2 separate regions of the Pan troglodytes genome follow, and region 2 is linked to region 1. The links are chromatin contacts, called in public HiChIP or PLAC-seq maps. All regions are on one chromosome and are shown on one strand. Each heading gives the region's core, a stretch centred on a gene start, on an enhancer-like site or on the middle of the called end of the contact. The rest is flanking DNA. Distances are from core to core; before and after follow the strand shown.

Region 1 (4,262 bases), core at 252-2,751:
GGCTGGAGAGGTGCCCCTTTCGGTCTCGCGGAGGTCCCCTTTCCTTTCCCCTCTTCTAGAAAGATAAGAAGGTATCTCCCAGTCTCTGGGGGGAGGTATCTGTAGCTCTGTTCCTGCCAGTAGCAGGGTCTTCACTGCAGCTCCCACCCTGAGGCTGGAGGGCACAGAGGAGCTGGGGGAACGGAGAGAAGGGGATGAGAATGGCGGGGATGAGAATGGTGGGTGATGAGGGGGCAGGGGTGGGAGGGTTGAGTGGATGGAGAGGAGCACAGGTTGAGGGATGGACAAGTGGAGGGCGGAGGCAAAAACCCTCCTCTGAGCACGAAAAATTCCCTAGCTGCCAAAAAAAAATCCCTAGCTGCCGGAGCCCACAGGTGGGAAGGAATGCAGGATCTCAGCCTTCTCCCACCTCCTCCGAGAGCCCAGGACGGGGATCAGACTCTAAGCTCCCCCAGAGGCTGGCGGTTAGCTTTCCTGCTCCCCCCGCCCCCCGACATAAGAGCCCACCTCCTCTAGCCCTGGTTCCCGCCTCGCCACGGATCCGCCGCCCCTGCCGGCCTGAAGGGCAGAGGGGCCCCATCCCGCCCCTCGCGCTAGTGTCCGCCAGGCGGCGCCCTTCCACGAGCAGAACGGCCGCGCGGGACGCTTCCCGGGGCAAGGCCGTCCCCTCCCAAGCCCCCAGCCCCCGGGCAGCGGACCGCAGGCCGCCCTTCGGGAAAGGCTGCGAGATGCTGAGCGCGCGTTTTAACCCAACAGGAAAGCCGGGCGGAGGGGGAAGGCGCTTGGCCCGGGACTGCACACTGGGACTCCCAGTGCAGTGCTCCCCGCGGGGTCCTGGCCGCCGACTACCGCCCCTGTGCCCCAGCCCCACGGCGCCCGGGAGACTCACCTTCTCCCCGGTCAGCACGTGCAGCCCCTCGCGCACCTTGGCGAAGGAGCCCTCGCCCAGCTTCCTGCTGCCGATGAGGTAGTTGCCCACGCGCTTGTGGTGCTGGAAGTCGCGGAGCCGCTCGCGGGGCACGCCGCTCACCCAGGCAGGCAGGAAACTTCCCTCGCAGGCCGCCGCGGGCCTGGCCGCGTCCTCCGCGCCGCCGCCGCCCCCAGGCGCCGCCGGCTCCCCTAGGAGCCCGTCCCCCGCCGCCGCCGGCATCGCGCTCGCCCGCGGCCCGCGCGGCTCCTGCTCGTCTCCCGCGCTCGCAGCTCCTCCTCCCCAGGCTCTTCGGCTTCTCCCGACGCCGCCCTGGGCCCAGCCCCGCCCGGGTCTCCGCACCCAGCGCCCGGGGCCGCCGCGATCACGCCCCCCGCGCCGCCCAGCGAGGCGCGCAGACAATAGCGGCTGCCCAGGGGACGCGGGACCGGGGACCCCGCCCCCAAAAGTTCTTCCTCGGAGGGTCGCCCGGGCCCCTTTCAGGACACCAGGATCCCGCCCCGGGTCCCGTCCAGGAAGCTAATGACAGTCGCCCTGCTCGGGCGCGCGGGGTGGGGCGCGGTCCGGCGGCGCTTGGTTCCCGGGGTCCGGGTGCCTGGGTCCGGGAGCCCGGGTGCCTCCGCAGCCTCCGCCTCGCCGCCGCCGTCTGGCCCGCACGGGCTTGGGTCGGGCTCCCGCGATCGCTCCTAGCCGTGCGCTGGGCGGCCGCTCCCGCCGGAGAGAAGCGCGCGGCGGGCTGCAGGCGCCCTCTGGAAGGCAGCAGAAGAAAGCCCCATTCAGTTTGAATTTGCAGAAATTTAATCCGCTCGCGGGCGGCGGGAACAGATGCGAGCTCCACTCCGCAGCCCGTGCACTTTCAAATCCCTAGTAGCCCCTCCTTCCCCGCGCGCCACAGTCAAACTCGACCCTCGCTGGAGAGGGGGGGGCCCGGGGAGGGGAGCGGCGGAGTGGACGGAGGAGCCACCTGAGCGCCAGACAGGGAGACCCTGCGCGGCCTCGGAGGCGCGCGCTCCCGGGACGCCCAGGTCGGGCCGCCTCCGGCTGCGCCTCTTGCCCGGATTCTGGGCTTGGGTTTTCTGGACCTTTCGGCGGTGAAATCCCCCACTGGCCGCACCCACCCGGGGCGGGGGGAAGGGGGAAGGCTCTCGAACTCCGTAGACTGTGGGTCGGGTTGCGTGCCCGGCCCTGAGTCCGCCACACAGTAGGGCCCCCTGGACCTGGGGTGGAAGGATAGATGGATGGCTGGAAGAAAGGGTGGGGAGGCGGCCAGGCGTCTGCCCGGGCTCGCACGCAGCCTGGTTGGCTGTGTTGGAGGAGGCGCAGCCACAGCAGTAATAGTAGCAGCAGCAATGTAGGAACCAGGGCGTTTGCTGCCTCTGCTTGTAGCTTACACCTTCTTTGCCTTCCATTGAAATGATGCCTGTGATTGCAGGAGGTGGACCGGCGCTCGCCTCTCTTCGATGCTTTTGTTCTGCAAGCGCTGTGACCGTGCTCATCGCATAAACAATTGCAACTGCCCTGACGACACTGGACCCTCTCCCAGGATCCCCAACGTCTTCTCAAACCGAAAATGAAGAATCTTGTGAGGGAGAAGGAGGAGGGTAGGTAGGAGGAGGCATTTACAAAATGCTACCTGTTGAGGTGCCCGCATTTGATGGAAACTTCACCCCGATCATGCAACATCAGAGCTGAAAGGAAGGATTTGGTCCTAACAAAGTTCCTTTCATTGTTTATTCCTGAGTAAACAAGTATGACATCGACCCATAGCAATGCTTTGAGACTGGGGGTGGGGGGTGGGGGGAACAACAGCTGTCATCAATCCAGTGTCTGGGGGGCTCGCTGACCCATCTGAAGAGGGACGCAGAGAAACGCCTGCTTTCAATACATCTAATTTTAAATACGCTACTATATTCATCCACCTACCTGTTACAAGTCACCAGCCTCAGTTATTATGACTGAACATACTGCGTTTTCTGTTGTTCTGTCTCATTGTTCCAGTTTACCAATATTAAAGATACAGCTTAAAATGTTTTTCTTGCTGTGCTGAAGGGACTTCTTTGCTCCCACCGGCCTTGACTATTTCAGTAAGGTTCATTCAATCCTTTTAATATCTCTAATTCAGTAATCAAATCTTAAGAGGACAGTTGCATGGGAGGGGAATGGTAACTAGCATGGTGCCAGCAGAATAGATGTCCAGCGACTGTCTAAAGAATGAGGAATATGGAGCTCACTTTGGGGTAAAAACCACTCTGAGGCTGGTCGCGGTGGCTCACGCCTGTAATCCTAGCACTTTGGGAGGCCGAGGCGGGTAGATCACGAGGTCAGGAGTTCAAGACCAGCCTGGCCAAGATGGTGAAACCCTGTCTCTACTAGAAATACAAAAATTAGCCGGGCGTGGTGGCGGGCACCTGTAATCCCAGCTACTCGGGAGGCTGAGGCAGAGAATTGCTTGAATCCAGGAGGCGAAGGTTGCAGTGAGCTGAAATCTTGCCACTGCACTCCAGCCTGGGCGACAGAGCAAGACTCCTTCTCAAAAAAAAAAAAAAAACCGCTCTGAATCTTCCATCAGAAACAGTTTGGGAGTCCATCCAATGTTGTGTTAATAGAGTATGATTTTTTTTAATGTTAGGACATGCACTCTTTATGAAAATTTAGAGATTTATTTATTAAGGTTTAAGGGAAATTTCAGAGACTGTTCCCCAAAGTATTTTTATGGTCTAAAAAAAAAAAGTTTCATAAAAATGGTGGATGACATTTACAATGAAATAGAGATTTTCTTTCCTTTTAATTATCCTCTCAGGGTAGAGGTCAGGAAAGGGGTGAAGAAGAGAGAAAATCCAGGCCCATTAAATCTTTTTCAAGCCTGCTGCCTGGGTTTGATTCAAGTTCACTGCTAATTCCATAAGCTGGGATGGATGCCAAAGAGAAGTCCAAATCCTATCCGTGCTCCCCTTTGTAACTGGTTTTGGAACTACAAGTCCTAGTCTCTGAAATGGCCTGTTTAACAAGAAATCACCCCAGAAATGTCTTTATGTAAAACAGATTAGTACACAATATATTGCCCTCATATTCAGTGTGCAGAAAGCATCTGATTATTTAATGCAACAGTAATGCAGCCTTGAAAATTCTCTGCTAATTAGCCCAAACTAATTTCTAGCCTTATCCTCCTGCGGAGTTCCGGAGTTCCCGGGTAGGGGGTGGTGCTGGCCGGGATCCGGCCTCCCTACTGCCACACCTTTGCCTGTGCGTTGCCCGCCCACAGTCTGCTGTCTCCAACTCATTTCCACCTAGCACAGGTGTTCCCTTTCCCATGAAGCCCTCCCCAACCAATAAG
Region 2 (4,071 bases), core at 1,462-3,961, 400 kb before region 1:
GGTGCCATCCCTGCCCCAATCGCTATGGAAGAGTCATGGTCATCCTGATTGATCGGGTTAAACCTCTAGGGACTCATTCCCGGAACTGGTGGTGAGAGTGGTGGAGATGGACTCAACCTTATCCAAATCTCCTAGTTATATAACTAGGAAGTACGGTGAGAATGTAGTTTAGGAAGCAACCACAACCACAAACTACGAGGTCATCTTTTTCAAGCATCTCATTTTGTCCTCCCATAAATAGGATTTTGTGGTTAGCTGAGGTTTTGTTTTGTTTTTTATTTTTTTGAGACAGGATCTCATTCTGTCACCCAGGCTGGAGTGCAATAGTGTAATCACAGCTTACTGCAGCCTCGACCTCCCAAGCCCAACCCATCCTCCTGCCTCAGCCTCACAAGCAACTGGGACTACAGGGGCGCACCACCATGCCTGGCTAATTTTGAAATCTTTGTAGAGACAGGGTCTCTCTATGTTGCCCAGGTTGTTCCCAAACTCCTGGGCTCAAGTGACTCTCTCGCTTCAGCCTCCCAAAGTGCCAGGGTTACAGGCATGAGCCACCATGGCTAGCCTTGTTTTTATATTCATAATATTAATACAAACACACTTGTGCCTATAGAGGAATTCATTTTGCATCAGCCAACTTCTCCATGATGTGCAGGAGGCATCATGCCTACAAACCATGATATTCTGAAGGACCATGAAAATGTTTCATTTTTTTAATCAAGAGAAATAAATGAACTTACAGGTCTAAAAATGTTTTATGATATCATTTTAATATAATCATCTTCATAGCAATGTGACTATAAAATGAAATTTTTATTAACTGCTTTATGGAGAGAAAGGCCTACTAAGGCAAAAATAGGGCCCCTGAAAGTCACCATGCAGCTCGGCCTTGTATTCCTTCTTTCCTGGGGCATCCTATCATAGAATTTAAGTATTGACAATAGGAACCCAAAGTCTGAGACAAGATGATCCTTTGAATCCCCAAGTAACTAGCCACTTACTTAAAGAACTCATGTGGATTGTATCAATGTTGTACCACAGATATTATGCTTGAAAACAACAGTCCAGGAAGGTCAGGCTTGGCTCCACAAAAGCAGAAGGGGCAAAGTATGGTGAGGCATGCCTGTAGTTCCAGCTACTTGGGAGGCTGAGGCAGGAGGATCGCTTGAGGCCAGGAGTTCGAGACCAGCCTGGGCAACATATTGAAACATCATCTCTGAAAAAATAAAGAAAAGAAAAAAAAAGCAGAAGGAAGGAAGGGAATTCTATGGGTAAAAAAAAAAGCCTAAATTATCTAAAGCATTTTCTTCCAGTAAGAAGCTGATTAACATGAGCATGGTGTGCCAGGGTTTACAAAGTATTTTCATGAATATTAGAAAACTTGATCCTCATGAACAACTTGGTGTAGTACTGAAGAAACAGACTCCATTTACTCCATGAAGAATTAGACTCAGGGAAGGCAAACAGCCTTTTCCACAGTTACCTACACTGTTACTACCTTGTGGAGGGAGGGGTAAGTTAACCAGGACCACTGACTCCAAAGCTTTTGCTTTTTGCTAGTGGCTGTAAGCACTAAAATTGGAAGTACATTTACATAAATAGTTTATGCAACCAAGCAAAATAGGCAGTAACTTGGGGGACACCCAGAGCGTAGTAGGAACAGAGTAGGTCCTTGCAGGTAGCTTTCTTCCCAGGTATACCACCAGACTGTCTGTGGTGCAGCTGGCTGGTTCCCCGCCAGCTTTCCCTCCTGACCTACGGTGTTTTAGGCAGAGGCTGGCTTTCTGGGGCAGCTGAGGAAATCTGTCCTTATCATCAACAAAGGATGCTTCTTCCTTGCAAGGATGAATTGTTCCTTGATCCAAGCAGCAGGGACACTTCCAGGCTTTCCAGGGGCACTGCTGCTTCCTCAACTTTTTCCTTGCAGTGACAGCCTGAGTGATCCGGGGCCCTTCCCAGGGTCTCATTCCAGGGATAGCAATGCGCAAAAGGACCCTGTGATGAGGGACTCCTCTATCCCCTTTCTTCTCCACTTCATGGAAAAGAGGTCCCCAGGAGCCGACAAAATAGAGCAGTGGTCATCAAAAGTGGAGCTGCTTATATACAACTATAATTAGTCCACTTACAAAAAAGAAGAAAAAGGGTGGTGGTCTGGCACAGTGGCTTACGCTTGCGATCCTGGCATTTTGGGAGGCCGAGGAGGGAAGATCGCTTAAGGCTAGGAGTTCGAGACCGGCAGCATAGAAAGACTCCCCCCCCCCCCCCAAAAAAAAGGTTGGGCTGCCAATACTGACAGCGTGGGCACGCCTAGGAGCTTGTTAGAAATGCAGATTCTCGGGCTAACCTGCTACCTGCTGAACCAGAGTCTGCGAAGATGGAACCTGGCGATCTGCTTAAGAAGCTCGCCAGGTGGTTCTTAGACACTCAAGCCTGCAGCCCGTAACTTTCTCAGTGACGCTGCCCCTCCCACGGAAAGGGGTGAATAATCCTTAGGAAGACAAGCAACAGGTCTGCATCATCAATTTCTTCAGGCTGGAAAACCTGACGCAGGCGCAGTGACTATCACGCCCGGCCAAGGCCGCACGGCGCGCATGCGCACTAGAGGCCGCCCGCCGTCCCGCCCCCTTCAGGCTTTTGCCCCTTCTCGGCCTCCGCCACCGCGCCCCGCCCCGCGCATGAGCAGCGGCGGTTTTTTTTCCCATGGCGCTCTGGGGCGCGGGCGATTTGTAGTTAATGGCAGGCGTTCGGTCACTGAGGTGTAGTAGAGGCTGTGCTGGCGGCTGTGAGTGCGGCGACAAGGGCAAATGCCGCGACTCCTCGCTGTTGGGCAAGAGACTCTCCGAAGACTCGAGCCGCCACCAGCTGCTGCAGAAGTGGGCGAGCATGTGGAGCTCCATGAGCGAAGACGCGTCGGTGGCCGACATGGAGAGGGCGCGGCTGGAGGAGGCGGCGGCTGCGGAGGAGAGGCCGCTGGTGTTCCTGTGCTCCGGCTGCCGGCGGCCGCTGGGCGACTCGCTGAGCTGGGTGGCCAGCCAGGAGGACACCAACTGCATCCTGCTTCGCTGTCAGTTGGGTCGAGCCGGGCAGGGGGGGCGTGGGGTCGCCTTCTTCCAGGGGTGCCGCGCGTGGGCGGCCCGGGAGGAGGCGGGGGCTCCTTGGGGCTGCCCAGGGACTTTAAGACCAAAAAGTCTGACAGTGTGAGCTGTGGCAGGAAAAGGGGAGGAGGGTCACCCCTCCACTTTTCTCTCGGGCGGTGGGTTCTTTTCTGGGGTCCGCGATCCCAGAAGAGCAGCGGTTGAATCAGCATCATCGTGAGCATTACTCAGAAACAAAGGGCGACAAAGAATAACACTTTTAAAGACCCTAAAAAAAAGAGAAACAAATGGTCAACTAGACTGTAAGCACTTGAGGTGCAGCCAGTACTATTACTCCCCATAGAGATCAGCAGGCTGTTGGTGTATCAGCGGATGCCTCTACAGCCTCCAGTGATAGAGCCGCAGAGTTGACGGAACACAGTGCTATGGGGAAGAAAGGGAAGGAAACTTGCAATAAAAGCACCAACAACCTCATGAAAATTGGCGAGGAAGGAGGATGTAGCAAAAGAGTTCAGAAGAAGGCAGGAATTAGTTTCTAATCCTGGTTCTAGTAGTTACCTCTGTTGTTCCACTGTTCCCTCATTTTGATGTTTTTGCAGTATTTAGGGATAAAGTGGTGCACATATTTTTTATGAATTGGTGTAAGAATGGCTGTTGTTTTTGGATTGTGATTTTTCAAGATGAATTTTTTTCTGTCTTTGAATGCCGTAAATGTTCCGACGGCAGTAATTCACCACCGGCTTATCGACGTTTCTGGAACGTTTTCCTTGGTGTAATACTGGGAATAAAGGAGCACACCAGTGTCCAGTAGTTAACTGAAAGTTGAGATTAACTCTTTGCACCTATTAAAATCAAACCAGGCCGAGCGCGGTGCCTCAGGCCTGTAATCCCAGCACTTTGGGAGGCCGAAGTGGTTGGATCACGAGATCCGGAGATTGAGACCATCCTTGCCAACATGGTGAAACCCCATCTCTAC

Evidence for each region. HiChIP or PLAC-seq counts read pairs in DNA pulled down with a chosen protein or histone mark.
Region 2: a contact with region 1 is called in an H3K4me3 HiChIP or PLAC-seq map of stem cell-derived excitatory neurons, with 2.8 times the contacts expected there. The contact joins the promoter of MIS18A here to the promoter of HUNK in region 1. A contact is called at or near these places in 1 of 7 Hi-C or Micro-C datasets (induced pluripotent stem cells) and 1 of 1 datasets of contacts at active chromatin or transcription factors (stem cell-derived excitatory neurons).

The regions. Positions count from the first base shown.
Region 1 is chr22:32,580,604-32,584,865 of NHGRI_mPanTro3-v2.0_pri, reverse strand. HUNK (hormonally up-regulated Neu-associated kinase) reads right to left here and starts at 1,501. Exons shown (of 11, transcript NM_001071822.1): 1 at 890-1,501. The coding sequence starts at 1,150.
Region 2 is chr22:32,986,523-32,990,593 of NHGRI_mPanTro3-v2.0_pri, reverse strand. It overlaps MIS18A (MIS18 kinetochore protein A), which reads left to right and starts at 2,711. Exons shown (of 5, transcript NM_001071811.1): 1 at 2,711-3,064. The coding sequence starts at 2,734.